Regions from separate parts of the Ovis aries genome. Here region 2 is linked to region 1. Evidence: chromatin contacts called from public Hi-C data. All regions are on one chromosome and are shown on one strand. The core of a region is the stretch at or near the end of the contact, and the rest is flanking DNA. Distances in the headings are between cores, read along the strand shown. Region 1 overlaps LOC114117526 (a long non-coding RNA gene). Region 2 has its middle 43 kb from the start of PTPN1.

The links. A called contact is a pair of places that touch in the nucleus more often than the background predicts.
Region 2: a contact with region 1 is called in a Hi-C map of liver, with 4 times the contacts expected there. The contact joins two enhancer-like sites. A contact is called at or near these places in 5 of 16 Hi-C or Micro-C datasets (blood, liver, retroperitoneal adipose tissue and 1 more).

What each region holds. Positions count from the first base shown.
Region 1 is chr13:78,322,009-78,329,823 of ARS-UI_Ramb_v3.0, reverse strand. It overlaps LOC114117526 (a long non-coding RNA gene), which reads right to left. Exons shown (of 2, transcript XR_006055750.1): 1 at 2,615-7,815; 2 at 1,337-1,677. Among named protein-coding and RNA genes, the nearest start is that of CEBPB, 99 kb to the right of the region's middle. Within about 2 kb of position 4,118, at least 25 of the 54 cell types and tissues checked have an H3K27ac peak or open chromatin away from gene starts, as enhancers often do. A contact at or near this core is called in liver, where this site is marked.
Region 2 is chr13:78,490,089-78,497,903 of ARS-UI_Ramb_v3.0, reverse strand. No RefSeq gene overlaps it. Among named protein-coding and RNA genes, the nearest start is that of PTPN1, 43 kb to the left of the region's middle. Within about 2 kb of position 4,788, at least 12 of the 54 cell types and tissues checked have an H3K27ac peak or open chromatin away from gene starts, as enhancers often do. A contact at or near this core is called in liver, where this site is marked.

The DNA.
Region 1 (7,815 bases), core at 2,869-5,368:
TGCCTGCAGCTCTGAGAGCCAATGGTTCCCATACCCAGTGGGCTTGGCCTGCACTCTCTCCAAGCCCATCCTTCCCGGTGGGGAGGTGCCCCCTTCTCTGTGCTCACCATGTGCCAAGCTTCTCACTGTACTCAGAATAAGATCCACACCCCTGGCCCTGGCCCGGCCCACACCTGACTTCTCCTCCTACCTCCTCCTCTCAGTCACTTCTGTACCGGGGGCCTCCCCAGTGCTCCACAGGCAGGCCACGCTGGTGCTGCCTCTGGGCCTTTGCACTGCCTGTTCCTCCTGCCCAGAACACACTTCCTCCAGATCTTGCCTTGGCAGCTCATCCTTCAGGCCACAACTCCAAGGTCACCTCCCCAGAGAGGCCCTCCCTGACCCCATCCAGTTGCTCTGTCTCACCATCCTGCCTTATTTCCTCCACCGAAGGCTTCGCGGGGATGTCTTATTCCCCCAGGTTTGGTGTCTGCCTCTCCCAGGGTTTGGAGCCTTAGATGGCGGAGCTGACGACTGGCCCAGTGTTGGATCTGATGTCACCAGGCACAGCCTGGCACCCACCCATCAGTATAGGTTAAATGAACAAGTGAAATGGATGTTGGAGATGCTGAGCCCATTCTGGGGGCGGTCAGTGCTTCACCAGCTTAGACCCTCTCACCTCTGCACGGATGGGCTGGAAGAATCCCTGTATTTACACACAGACTCACTGTGCCCCCAAACACACCTGCACGTATCTGCACGCACACACACACCCCGCCCCACCACGCCACCCCCTGCCTCCGTACCTTGACACCCAAACAGCTCAGCGCGCCTTCCTTTCTCCAGGCTCCAGCTGGCCCCACGCCCGCTCTTCTCCCCAGCCTGCCCGCCTGCCCTGGGCACCAGACTCATAAAGGACGAGGAAGGGCCTCGGGTGGGCTGGCCAGGTGCCATGCGAATGCAGCCCCTGGGGCCCTCGCCTCCCCCTGCGCTGCCAGACACCTGCGTAATGAGTGTCATTACTGGGGACCCGCTGGGCAGGCCCCGGCTCGCCCTAGCCACCCAGGCTGTGAACAAAGCTGGGGATGGGGTTCGGGGAACACGGGGCTGCGGGGACAGTGGGGATGCCTCTCTCCTCCCTGGCCCCAAAGCTCAGCCCTGGATTTCTGGAGCCACAGAGACAGTCTCTCATCTCCCACACAGACTCCCAAACCTCAGGTTCCTCTCCTAGTTCGGCTCAGGTGGAGACAAAGCAGGGGACACACTCACTGAGTACCTATGCATGCCCACGTGGCGCCAAGAGCTGGTATTGCCACTTCCCACTTTAGACACCGCCGCGTCTGTCCACCTGATCACCTACTGTCTCTCTCCTCCTTTTGAGCACAAAAGGTGGAGAACATTTATTGAGTATGTACTGTGTACCTTGTGCTAAATACACGTATTAATGCCTGTGTTCTTAGAACAGCCCCACGAGGTGGGTACTGTAAGTTATTCCATTTGACAGAAAAGGCTCAGAGAGGTAAGGCAAAGTCACACAGTTGATGAGAGGCAGGCCAGGAGCAAAGCCAGGACTTCTGGCTCAGAGTCCGTGTTCTTCACCGCTTGCCACGCCGCGCCACCTCTCCCATCACAGTGGGCAGCTTTGTCCGAGCTGTGCCGTCCCCAGCACTAGGTCTGGTGCCTGGCACATAGTAGGTCCTCAAAAAAAAGCAGTGAATGAGTGAGTGAGAGAATAATCTTGCTGAGTTCTGACACTGTCTTTCCAAGTGACATCTACAAATGAGAAAACCAAGGCTCAGAGAGGTCAGGTGACTTGCCACAGGTCACACAGGGACGGCACCCCGCAAACTGAGATTTGCCCTTCAGGTGTCTTCTGTCGAAGCCAGGGTGGGAGCTCACGCCCCGTGCCCCTCCTGGCCCCTCGTGGCCCTGACCCCTCTCTGGGCTGGACCAGGAGGCCCAGGAGGGTGAACGTGTGTCTGTCCAGCCGGGGCACACAGTCGACCTGCAGACTGAAACTGCAGCTTCTCCTGGAGGCTCCGAGGACGGTCTCGCCGGACCAGATTCTGACCAGTCCCCCCGCCCCGTCCTCTCTCCTAGCTCCTGAGCCATGAGGAGATTCCCAGATCCACCCTGCTCTCCCTTGCCTCTGGGCTTCCCCCTACCAGCACTCTTCCAGAAACTGCCCCAGCCTCAGCTTAAAGGGCACCTCCTCTGCCAGGAAGCGCCCAGCACTCAGGGCTCTGCGAGGGCGCCCGCGTTGCTGACCCTAGGCCATCGACTCCTCAGCCCGCGTCTGACTTCCTTCTTCTCAGGGGCAGTCAGCCCGAACTCTCTGTCCAGGCACCTCAGTTTCATCCCCACCCTTCCCTTGACCTAACTTCTGGGTGAACTTGACCATCGTTAGCTCATCTGTCAGAGGTGTAGGAAATTTAAGTCAAAATAGTAAGTGAAGGCCTCTACTCAGATCCCATGAGGGGCACTCCACCCAGAGCTCACTGCATGGTCTGAATCCTACCAACTTCTCTGACATCCCCTTTCCCCTCCCTCACTCCCCGCAGCCACCTGGCCTCCCCACCTTTCCCAGGACACTCCAAGCCCCAACCCCCCCCAGGGCCTTTGCCCTGGCTGTTACCCCTACTGCAGCCCCTCCCCCCAGGCTCTGCTCCTTCTCCTCCTTCGGACGTCTCTCCAGGTCACCTCTTCAGAGAAGCCCTCTCTGATCCATGAAGCTCCCGAACACCCCTGTGTGTTTCGGTCATGGGGCTTCTCCCCCGCTGAAATGATCTTCTCTGTTCCTGGGCTTGCTCAACTGATCTTGTCTCTTCCACCAGAATGCAGAAGGAGACCTCGCTGGGTCTCCTAGAGCCTGGTATACAGTAGGTGCTCGAGCAACAGGCATGGAATGAAGAGAAGACATCAAAGTGCTGGCCGTCCCTGCCTCGTTCCTGCACCACCCACCCCTGACCCGAGCGGCCCCCAGCCCAAAGTTCAGGGGCTGGGAACCAGGCAGCCGCACTGCCGCCGCCAGCAGGCCCCTCTGAGCCCCAGAGTCTGTCTGGTTCCCAGCCTCATAAAAACCTCCGCCCTCACCGTGCCCTTGGGCGGCACAGGGAGTGGGAGGTGGCCGTGGGGCCCAGAGGCTGACCCTAACCCAGCTCCGGAGAAGATATAGATGCCCAAGTTGGCATCCATGGAGCCGGGCGGCCAGGTGTCACTTCAGCTCCACGGCACAGCCTCAAGGGCTGCCCTGCCAGGTCAGGACCACCACAATCACCCTCCACCAGGGAGGCTGCCGAGCGCAGTGCAGCCATGTGCCGGGCCCAGGCCATGGTGTCGCCAGAGAAAGGCACAGTAGGCATTCGAACACAGCTCCAAGGGATGCCTGCGTGAGCTCCAACGGATGCCTGCGTGAGCTCCAACGGATGCCCGCGTGAGCTCCAGGGGATGCCCGCATGAGCGCCCACCTGGGCTGGTCAGTGCACAGACATGAAGTGCGCCCTAGCGATGCGCCCGATGCATCCGGCTCCAAGCAAGGATCCTGGAGGCAGAGCACTGAGCCCTCGGGCAGGGGACCCAGCCCCTCTGTGCCTCGGTTTCCCCACTGGGAAATAGACGCCACCGTCTCTCCCTCGCCAGGGTGTTGAGGAAATGAAAGGAGATCCTGCAGGGTCCAACAGAGCTGCTCAGATTCCTTGCTGCCCCACCCTGCTGCACACCCTCTGGGCCTCAGTTTCCCCATCTAGCACGTTGGGTTGTGGCGAGGGTAGAATAAAATATTTGCCCAATGCCTCGCACACACTAAGCGCCTCATAAGTGCTTGCTGTTATTTACTCCAGGCCTCTGGGGCTCACTTTCCCTGTCTGTAACTCCAGAGGGCAGTCCTGATCACCCAAGACTTCTTCTAGGTCACTGGGGCAAAGGTCCAGGGGTCCTAAAGTGGCCCTGGCAGGGGAGGGGGACCTGGGGCTGGGGGAGGGCGGCAGGGTGGCGGGATCGGGAAGCCGCCGGAGGCTGCAGTGACTCACCGGCCAGCTGGCCTCCAGGGGGCTGGGCTGTGGCCCCCCACGCACCCCTCTGGGCCCTGCCTTGCGCCCAAAAGTGCTGTGTCATGCTCTGTCATGTGGCTCCGGGTCATTAATACCCGAGTTCTGGGAAGCTTGGGCCGAGTTCCCGGAAGGGGTCAGCCAGTTCAGTAAACAGATTGGCTGGTTGGTCGTCACGGCTGAGCCGGGCGGGCCTGCAGCTCGGGAGGCAGGAGGTGGGGACTGGTGGCCAAAGGGGGCCCAGGAGCCGCCCTGATCCCTGTGCAAGGCTGGCACCTCCCAGGGCAGCGTGGCCCAGGCTCTGCCAACGCAAGGCCAACCTGAGGCTCAGAAAAGGCAAGGCACTTGCCAGAGGCCGCACAGCAGGGCCAGGGCTCCGGCTCAGGATTCTGGACTCACTGTCTAGGGCTCTCAGTGCCCCTCTGACTAACAGGCAGGAAACTCTGCATCCTCTTCGCCTCCAGATCCTGCCCCGGACTCTGGCCAGTTGGTCGGATGAAGAGACAAGCTCGTGGGAGAAGGCAGGTTGGGAAGGGAGCAGGTTTGGCTGGCTGTGAGGCTGTCCCCATGGTGGGTCCTCTAAAAGTGATAATACATATTCTAGCAGTTTGTGAGCACATGCAACGCACCGTTAGACACGAAGTGGTACTTGGGCTCCACTCTAAGTGCCTGCTGTGAATTCACTCATTTAATGTGCAGCCACGTTTGCACAATAATCACAGCCATCATCTTTAAAGCACCTACTATCCACTAGGCACTGAGCTGATCCTCATGTGGACCCCATGAGGTGGACATTATCCTCATAGAGGCCCAGAAAGACAAGCAGCTATATTACTTGGTGGAAGGAAAGTGGGCTCCAGGCTCAACTGGATCCAAGAATTCAAACCTTGACTTTGCCCCTTCCGACTGCACGACCTCATGCAAGTGCCTCCATCTCTCAGAGCCTCAGTTTACCCCTCTGACAAACGTGATGATTGTATTCAAATCACTCAGAGCCAGACCTGGCGCGAGCACGTAAGAAGCGAGGGAGGACAAGGACTGTGGGCTTGGACTGCTCTGGGCCCCAGTTCCGCTCTGCTGCTTCCTAGCTGTGTGACCTTCGGTGTGATGTTTAACCTCTCTGGGCCTCCACGTCCTCTGTACGATGGGGATTGTGGAAACACCTCCCTCATACCCCTGACAGCAGGGACGAGTGAGCTGACACCCCAGCAGCCCTCCACGCAGTGCTGGGCGTTCCACAGGCACCAACACAAGTGACTCGTTCTTGCATCTCACCTAAGATGACTCTTCTGGGATGAGGGGAAAAGGCAGCAGGTAGTGGGCAGGACAGGACACTCACAAGCACCCTTCTGTACCCGCAGGTGATTTGCACAGAGGAGGTCAGCTCCCCGTTCCTCTTCACATGCTATTTTCTCAGCCCTGGCTGTGCCCCTGGCCTCTGTTCTTTGGTTCTCACGCTGTTGTCCACCATCACTAGCCCAGCCCCCAACCCTTTCCTCCAAACTCTCCTCTCATTATCCCCACCTTCACACGTCTGCACAGTTGGGGCCCCCCGCCAGGCAGGCTCCCACTCCCCTAACCCAAGGGCCTGGTCTACATTCCCCCCATCCTCTGCCACTCAGAGTCAAAACCGCCTCCTCCAGGGAGCCCGCTCTGATCCACCCCTCGAAAGCAAACTCTCCTGGACTCTCTCTAAACCTTACTTACCCCTTTCTATCATTGCACATCAGCTATTTTCGCACATGCCACCTCAGATTTTGGCTGCTGCGAGGTGGAAAATTTGCAAGGGAGATTGGGGGGAAAAATTGTCTTGCCTCTAAAACACTTGAAGAAACTTGCTAAATAGAAATTAATAAGTCCTTTCATGAATCTACTCTAACTTCACAATTCATTATTAAATTTCTAATTTAGTACTTAATGAAAATTTTTATGGCGTTTGAAAATAATCTGCGAACGAGAATGTTCCTTGTTGGGCAAACACTCCCTGGTGTACATGGGGATTGCCAAGAACCCAGAGCCCATGGTGAAAAAATGAGCTGCTCATTGCCAAACAATTTCGGAAGTGAAATTATTAATATCATTAAAATCCTTTGGTGATTTTTCCAGCCAGGCTTTTGGCCTGGCTCCTTCCTGTATTTCCCAGCACCTCCCCCCCATAATCATACCCCCTTCCCTGATTCCCTGGTTCCACCTCTCCTTACCTCCCTCACCCTCAAAAACAGTCTGCATACCACCCCCAACACCTCCATGCCCTTGCTCACACTCCTCCACCTCCTGGAATGCCCTCTCCTCTTTTTTTTTTTTTTTGCTAGAATCTGACCCTTTTTCAGAGCCGAGTCCAAGCTCCTCCTCCCTCCCGCCCGGTGCCCTGCCTCACCCTAACCCCCTCGCTGGAGCACACCTACACTTGTGACTCCCCATCGGCAAAAGAGAGGGGATGGCTCAGCAGGTGAAGAATCTGTCTGCCATGCAGGAGATACAGGAGAGGCGGGTTCAATCCCTGGGTCGGGAAGATTCCCTGGAGAAACAAATGGCAACCCACTCCAGTATTCTTGCCTGAAAAATCCCGTGGACGGAGGAGCCTGGCAGGCTACAGCCCAATCGGTCTCCAAGAGTCGGATACGACTGACACCCAAGCACACAGAGGGGAAGAGAGGCACCAAACTCATGGCCCTCAGGCCAAGTCTGGCCTGTACATTTATAGATTGGCTCCAATATTGAATAATCAGTCCAGACGTACAGTTTCCATGAGAAACTGAAAGCCCTCACCTTGGAGACATTGGGCTGAAACTGAGTGGCGCCCATTCTTCAGATAAGCCTGTCCCTCTCACCAGCCAGTTCTCCGCCTGTGCTATTTTCCTGGCCCTGGAGGTACCTGAGTTTGTAACCCTTACCCTGGAGTGGAAGTCCTGTGGCTTCCTTCAGTCTCAGCGCCCCTTCCTGAAACATCTTTGGTAGAATCTCCAGATCTGGTTGAAATGAGGGACCCCCTGCCCACTTGACCGTGTCCTCACTCCCGGAAGAGACACCCCCATGCCTGCCATCCAGGTGCGTCCTCTGGACACTTCAGTTCTTTGAAGCAGAGTTTGGAAACCTCAGCATCACTTCGGGCCAGGTTGGGACCCATCTCGGACCTACTGAACTGGCACCCGAGAAGAGAAACTTCCTGATGCAGCCCCCCTAAAATCAGGCCCCCGCTCAGCAAGACGCACCTTTACTGACCCTTGCTTGGGCCAACAAATCCTCCTGAGTTCGCCTTCAGAACAGAACCAGAGGGACTTCTCCAGGGGCCCAGGGGTTAAGACTCCCCGCTCCCAGTGTGGGGAGGGGTGGGGTGGGTGGGGCTGGGTCTGGTCCCTGGTCAGGAACTGGATCCCGTATGCTGCAACTAAAGATCCTGCATGCGGCACAACTAAGCCCAGTGCGGTCAAATAAACAAATAAAAATAAATAAATATTTTTAAAAATTAAATCCAGAATCCAACCGCTCCTCCAGCCCCCCTCCCTCCCCCATCCCGGAATCCCTGCCCAGCCAGAGGGATCCTGTTAGACCAGTAGTTCTCAATTCAGGGCTGATTTTGGGGGCCCCAGGGTGCATTTGACAATGTCTGGAGATATTTTTTAGCTCTCAGGACTGGGTGGGAGAGGGGGTGCCCCTGACATCCAGGATGGGGAGGCCAGAGGCGCTGCTCTGAGCCCTGTGATGCACAGGACAGCTCCACAACAGAGGGTCGTTGGCCTGAGTATTGACAGGCCCAGCGTCAGAAACCTGTGATCCAACCTGAGTCGGG
Region 2 (7,815 bases), core at 3,539-6,038, 170 kb before region 1:
CTTTGTCGACAGAGTAATGTTTCTGTGTCTAGGTCTGTCATAGCTTTCCTGCCAAGAAGCAATTGTCTTCTGATTTCATGACTGCAGTCACCACCAGCAGTGATTTTAGAGCCCAAGAAGAGGAAATCAAACTGTTCAGTTCAGTTCAATCGCTCAGAAGTGTCCGACTCTTTGCGACCCCATGAATCGCAGCACGCCAGGCCTCCCTGTCCAGCACCAACTCCTGGAGTTCACTCAAACTCACGTCCATCGAGTCGGTGATGCCATCCAGCCATCTCATCTGTTGTCCCCTTCTCCTCCTGCCCCCAATCCCTCCCAGCATCAGAGTCTTTTCCAATGAGTCAACTCTTCACATGAGGTGGCCAAAGTACTGGAGTTTCAGCTTTAGCATCATTCTTCCCAAAGAACACCCAGGACTGATCTCCTTCAGAATGGACTGGTTGGATCTCCTTGCAGTCCAAGGGACTCTCAAGTGTCCTCTCCAACACCACAGTTCAAAAGCATCAATTCTTCGGTGCTCAGCTTTCTTCACAGTCCAACTTTCACATCCATACATGACTAACGGGAAAACCATAGCCTTGACTAGACAGACCTTTGTTGGCAAAGTAATGTCTCTGCTTCTCAAATGTTATCTAGGTTGGTCATAACTTTCCTTCCAAGGAGTAAGCGTCTTTTAATTTCATGGCTGCAGTCACCATCTGCCAGTGATTTTGGAGCCCAAAACAATAAAGTCTGCCACTGTTTCCACTGTTTCCCCATCTATTTCCCATGAAATGATGGGACCGGATGCCATGATCTTCGTTTTCTGAATGTTGAGCTTTAAGCCAACTTTTTGACTCTCCTCTTTCACTTTCCTTAAGAGGCTTTTTAGTTCCTCTTCATTTTCTGCCATAAGGATGGTGTCATCTGCATATCTGAGGTTATTGATGTTTCTCCCAGCAATCTTGATTCCAGCTTGTGTTTCTTCCAGCCCAGCGTTTCTCATGATGAACTCTGCATAGAAGTTAAATAAGCAGGGTGACAATATACAGCCTTGACGTACTCCTTCTCCTATTTGGAACCAGTCTGTTGTTCCATGTCCAGTTCTAATTGTTGCTTCCTGACCTGCATACAGGTTTCTCAAGAGGCAGTTCAGGTGGTCTGGTATTCCCATCTCTCTCAGAATTTCCCACAGTTTCTTGTGATCCACACAGTCAAAGGCTTTGGCATAGTCAATAAAGCAGAAATAGATGTTTTTCTGGAACTCTCTTGCTTTTTCCATGATCCAGCGGATGTTGGCAATTTGATCTCTGGTTCTTCTGCCTTTTCTAAAATCAGCTTGGACATCTGGAAGTTCATGGTTCGCATATTGCTGAAGCCTGGCTTGGAGAATTTTGAGCATTACTTTACTAGCGTGTGAGATGAGTGCAATTGTGCAGTAGTTTGAGCATTCTTTGGCATTGTCCTCTTCCAACAACACAAGAGAAGACTCTACACATGGACATCACCAGATGGTCAATACTGAAATCAGATTGATTATATTCTTTGCAGCCAAAGATGGAGAAGCTCTATACAGTCAGCAAAAACAAGACCGGGAGTTGACTGTGGCTCAGATCATGAACTCCTTATTGCCAAATTCAGACTTAAATTGAAGAAAACAGGGAAAACCACTAGACCATTCAGGTATGACCTAAATCAAACTGTTACCTAGATGTAACAAGAACATTCAAAAGGAAATGGAGTGTTATTGGATGGAGCAGCCCTGGGCCTACTAAAATCTTCCCGTGAAGCATCACTGGTATTTGGTCTATACTTTGGGAGATTCTGATTTAGACTCACTCTGGAGGACCATGTAGAAGACTAGAAGCTTGAGAGAGTGATCATAGTGACAGCTGCGTTCTCCCAGGTGTTTGCTGTATAGTAGAGCGGCCTGGAGATGATGTCCCTGGATTACCCTATTCACATCTCGGTTCTGCCCTACCACAAAAGCACATTTGTCTCCACTTTACAGCTGAGAAAAATGAGATCCAGAGAGGTTCAGCACCTTGCTCAAGACCACCGGTGGAGGGGACAGGGAGACCCTCCCAGGCTAGCAATAAGCCTGAGGCCTGAAGGTGTACTTTTGGTCTTGGCCACTTGGTGTCACTCTTTCCAAGCTGTAGGAAGACTGCCCAGCAGAGATGGGCCAAGTACTGGGGACTCTGGGCAGAGCTACTTACAAACTAATCCTGAAGAAGGCAAAGGGCCCCTATCCTGTCCTTCTCGTGAATGTGCACAATTCCTGCCTGTTTTGTTTTTCTGAAATAAAAACTAGGTCTCACTGAGTCCACCCTGAGCCAGGAGAGGAACTCGACCGGCACCATCTCAGTCAAGTCCGCTAGCGGCGCTGCGGTGTTCCCATGCTGTGGACGAGAAAAGTGAGGCCAAGGGAGCTGAACTGATGTGCCCAGCTAATAAGTGACAGATCTGAAGCTGATTCAAGCCCCACTAGCAGTTTTGATGGTACAGAATCCCCCTGTAATGCAGGAGACCGGGGTTCGATCCCTGGGTCGGGAAGATCCCCTGGAGAAGGAAATGGCAACGCCCTCCAGTATTCTTGCCTGGAGAATCCCCTGGACGGAGGAGCCTGGCGGGCAACAGTCACGGGGTCACAAACAGCTGTACGTGACTGAGCGACACACGCCCACAGTAGGATGACTGTATCAATCTTCGCTTTTTGTGGAATGTGGCTCCATGATGTTCTTGGCAGTGACGATAATTGGACTCTTTAGGGGAGTGTACATATTCTGTTGTTGCTTTTCAATGTAGAGGTTAGTTTCCCCCTGGCTAACAAAAGGACACGGAGAGTCTACTTTTAAAGAATTTTTGAAGTTATTAATACCAAATATCCTTTGATAATTATTTTTTAAAAATCAGAAAATCCATCTGAGTAAAAATGAGATAATAAAAGTCACTGCAAATCCCCATCAGTCACCCATAGGTAAGAGCTGCAGACATTTTGGAGCATATCCTTGCGGGCATTTCTCCCTCTCGTCTAATTTAAAGGATGAAAAACTAAAAAAATATTCATAAGAAAACATATTTGCATGAAAAGTAGTTGAAAAGGTACCACAAGATTTACAGTGGATATTCCCTGTCTAATCCTTAACCCCTGTCTTCCCTGGTGGCCCAGTGATAAAGAATCCACCTGCCAATGATCCCTGGGTTGGGAAAGTTCCTTGGAGGAGGAAATGGTAACCCCCTCCAGTATTCTTGCCTGGGAAATCCCATGGACAGAGGGGCCTGGCTAAACAGCAGCAATCCTTTAGCCCTGCTCTCCAGCTCCAAATCTCCAAGAGTCTCTGTCAGGAAGTCATCCTGGCTATCGTTTCTTGGGGATCATTGCAGAGATATCCAGAGTGTAGATAAGCAAATGTGTACACGGATTCCTGTAGCTGTTTCTCTACAGAGAAGTATACTGTACCCCCTGCTCGGCGCTGGTTTTGTTTTTTACTTAATAATGTACCTTGGAGATCTTTCCAGATCAGCACTAGGAGAGCATTCTCCACACATTCCATTGTCTGAATATCATAATTTATCTAACCAGTCCCCGATGATACCATGTAGCTGATTCCAGTGTTTTGCTGCAGCAAACAATGCTGTGCTTAGTATTCCTTTCACAAGAGTCTTTCCGTGTATGCGGATCTATTTCCGTAGGGATGAATTCTTAGCCCCTGAACCGCCCAGTCATAGGGCAGGTGCATTTTTAAATTTTAACACTTACTGTCTAAATGCTTTCTGAGGTCATGCCTACCAACTGACATTCAGGGCAGTGACTGACGTGAGCCCTGGTTTCCCCACACTCCAGCCAACGCCAACTATTATCCGACCGCTCCATCTTGGCTTTGCCTATCGGGGAAAAATGTGTTCACCGTGGTTGTAATCCCCATAGTCTTCCTTTAGGTTGGGGAATTAAAAAACATATCTAAAGGCCGTTTGTGTCTCTTTTCTGGTAGTAAAGCATTCACATCCTTTGCCCACATTTCTATCGGATAATTGTCTCTTCATCTGCAAGAGCTCTTTATATACTAAGAAAATTAGGTCTTTGTCTCTCGCAGATGTTACACATGTATGTATTCTGAAATCCAGATCTGTTGCCAGAAATCCCCTTCTGCACCATGTTTTTCAGGCCTGAGGTTATTTGACAATATGTTGTGGATCCCGTTCCGTATTTTAAATGTGCCTTTGAAGCAAAATTATTTTTTAAATTTATTTTTAATTGGAAGACAATTCCTTTATAATGTTGTGCTGATTTCTGTCAACGACAATATGAATCAGCATAAGTACACATATCTCCCTTCCCTCTTGAACCTCCCACCCCCCATCACATCTCACTCCTCTAGCAAAACTATTTGAGAATTATTTTTAAATCATTCTGGGTATATTGGAAGCTCATCCCCATGGCTCTGGATCTAGGTGAACACCCGTGTCAGAGAGGAGGATTATGAAGCATCCAGTAGGCGCCATCTGTTTATGTATGTTACTTAATATAATCCTACCCACAACACTGGTGTAACATCATCCCCATTTTACAGCTGAGGAAACTGAGGTCCAGAGGGGTCATAGATTTGTTCAAGGTCTCCCTGCTGCTCTGTGGGAGAGCTGGGATCCAAACCCATGTCATTTTGTCTCCTAAGCCTTTGCTACCATCTTTCATGACTTTAAATCTCCACATTCCCGCTGAGTCTGGATGCAGATGGCCCTGGGGTCAATCTCTATTCCCCACCACCACCCCGGGCTGGAGAGCTTCCTGCAGTTTCGGTATCAAGCCACTGGGAGGCGCTAGGGACACACCCCTTGTCTAACTGGCCGCAGCCTGGAAGGGACGCGCTGTGGCAGCCTAAGGCGTTAGGCATTGCCAAATGGCCCTGGGTCTAGAACCCCTGTTGTACAGGTCACACAAAACAACCAAAGTTAGTCCTGGCTCACACACACAGGGAGTTTCTCATGCGGGAACTCATTAATACCCTGAGGTGGGAACTGACTCCATCTCTGCCTTAGAGACGGGGAAACTGAAGCCCAGAGAGGCTCGGCGGCTTGCCCAAGGCCGCGCAGCCAGCAGCCAGCAGCCCTGGGCCGGGCCGGTCCTCAAGCTCCGCACCTGTGCCCTTAGGTGCCGTGGTCTACGGACCCTCAGGAAGGCATGCATTGTGTGCGCATCAGATCCATAGGAACATTCACAAACAAATAACATCTCTCCCAGTTTTCTTTCTACGTGTTTTCATTTCCCTACTTTTGATGGACACCCGGGTACACCAGATGTTTCATTTTCATTGCAATTATACTATGAGAAGATCACCAGCCTGAAGTGCCGTAATAAATGGCAGCCGACACCCAGCCTCAACATCAGAGATGCGCTGGGGAGCGGTGGAGACTGTGGTCCCAGGTGGCTCGGCCCTGTCAGTCCTGGCCCATTGCTTCCTGGCACGTGAGCTGGCCCAATTTTGCAAGGATCGTATCCTTGCTCAGGTGTGTCCGACTCTTGGCGACCCCATGGGCTGTAGCCCTCCAGGCTCCTCTGTCCATGGGATTCTCCAGGCAAGAATACTGGAGTGTGTTGCCATGCCCTCCTCCAAGGGATCTTCCCAACTCAGGAACTGAACCCAGGTCTCCTGTATTTGCAGGCAGATTCTTCGCCGTCTGAGCCACCAGGGAAGCCCAAGCATACTGGAGTAGGTAGCCTGTCCCTTCTCCAGGGGATCTTCCCGTCCCAGGAATTGAACAGGGGTCTCCTGCGTTGCAGGCAGATTCTTTACCAGCTGAGCTGTCAGGGAAACCAGTGATCCAGATTTCTAATGTGAAATTTCCTAATTTTAAAATAGTGAAATTGAAAGTTGCTCAGTCGTTGCCGACGCTTTGCGACCCCCTGGACTATAGTCCATGGAGTTCTCCAGGCCAGAATACTGGAGTGGGTAGCCTTTCCCTTTTCCAGAATTTTAAAATAAAGACAATTAATTAAAAAATGAAAAACCCTGGGATGGCCAAAACAAAACATGTCTGAAGGCTGATTTGGCTTGAAAGCGGCCTGTCTGCAAGCTTCCTTAACGGTGCATTCAAGGTCCAGGAATAAACAGGCATCCTCTTAGCGCCCTTGGCCTCTCATGATCATTTAATTAATTCTTTTACCTATTCAGCCATACATTCATTCCCTGCATGCATTCCACCCACCCACTCATCCATCGATATCCATGCATCCATCATCCATCCTTTTATTTATTCATTTCACCCACTTACTCACCCATCCATCCATCCATCCATCCATCTATTCATCCTCCATAAGTTAATTCATTCATCCAGCCATCATTATTGTCCTAGACCCCGGCCTCATGTGCTAGACTCTGGCAAAACCCTGGGGACACAGTGAAGCCTGTGCACCCATCCTTTTCCTCTAGAAACTCATCATTTGGTTTCGTAGAAATGAGAAGTAGGAGGCCGATCATAGACAAAGATGGAACCAAGTGGTGATAAATTTAGACGCCGCCATTTTCCAGCTCGACAACCTTGGGCAAATCACTACATCTTTCAAGCCTTGGTTTCCTTCTCTGTGAAGTGAGGCTGACACAGTGACCCCTAGCTGGCTCACAGGCAGGCTGTCAAGACCAGGTTAAGCTAGGTAACGCATGTGAAGAGGGGCAGGGACACGGTGGGGTGACCCCCGTTAGGCCGTAGGGACACGTGGGGCTGCGGTGTGACATGGGGTCACCAGCCCAGTCTGGGGTCTGCAGAGGCTCTGGGGCGTGGCAGCGTGCACAGGTCCGCCAGGCCCCATGCTGCAAGAGGGCGGGCTGGGTCATTAGCCGCACAACTTCCCCGCGGTCGGCTGACACCTTCCGCCGGCCCGGAGCGCGCTGGGTTTCCCACTCTTGCTTCACTTCTAAAGGGCAGTTCTTTCTCTGACCACGCCGCCCCGCCCCACCCTGCCCCAGTTTGTGGGAAAACTCTATGGAACAGAAAGGGCTTGCGGGCTCCCCTTTGCTAGATTTGTTGTTATTTTTTTCCCTTTTAAATTGAAACCATGCTTATTAAAGAAGATTAGGAAAAAACACATCAAACAAGAAATAAGAAAGATTATTCTTTGTCCCATTCTTCTAATGCAGCCACACTAAACAGCCTGGTTTCCTTTTTTCTCTTTCCTCTTTCTCCTAACCTAAGGTATTTGTGTGTGTGCGTGTGTGTGTGTGTGTGTGTGTGTGTGTTTGCAGGGTTGTAAGTCATACTGCTCAACTATCTAGTGTTGTGCTTTAAAAAGCTTTTCCATTATATCACAAGCATTTTCCCCCACTGCTCATCTTCATGAACACATTTGAAGGGCTGCATGAATTTATCCAGCAAATGTTAAGTGAGCACCTACTATGGTCTGTGGGAGAGAAATGATGGAATAATGCTGAGCAACATTCTGTGCCAGACACTGCTCTTAGCCTTTCAATTAAACTGCTTCTTCCTCACAACCATCCTGTGAGGTGGTGCCATCATAATGCCCACTTTCCAGATGAGAAAACTGAGGCCCGAGGTTGTACAGCTAATAGGGGAGCCAGCATGTGAATGCCGGCGGGTCAGATGCACAGCCTGGACTCTGGCTCTGCTGGGTACTTTGTGTCTAGTCGCTCAGTCGTGTTCGGCTCTGCAACCCCATGGACTGCAGCCTGCCAGTCTCCTTTACCCATGGGGATTCTCTAGGCAAGAATGCTGGAGTGGGTTGCCATGCCCTCCTCCAGGGGATCTTCCCGACCCAGGGATTGAACCCGGGTTTCCTGCATTCTTTGCCATCTGAGCTGCTAGGGAAGCCTTTTGGCCACC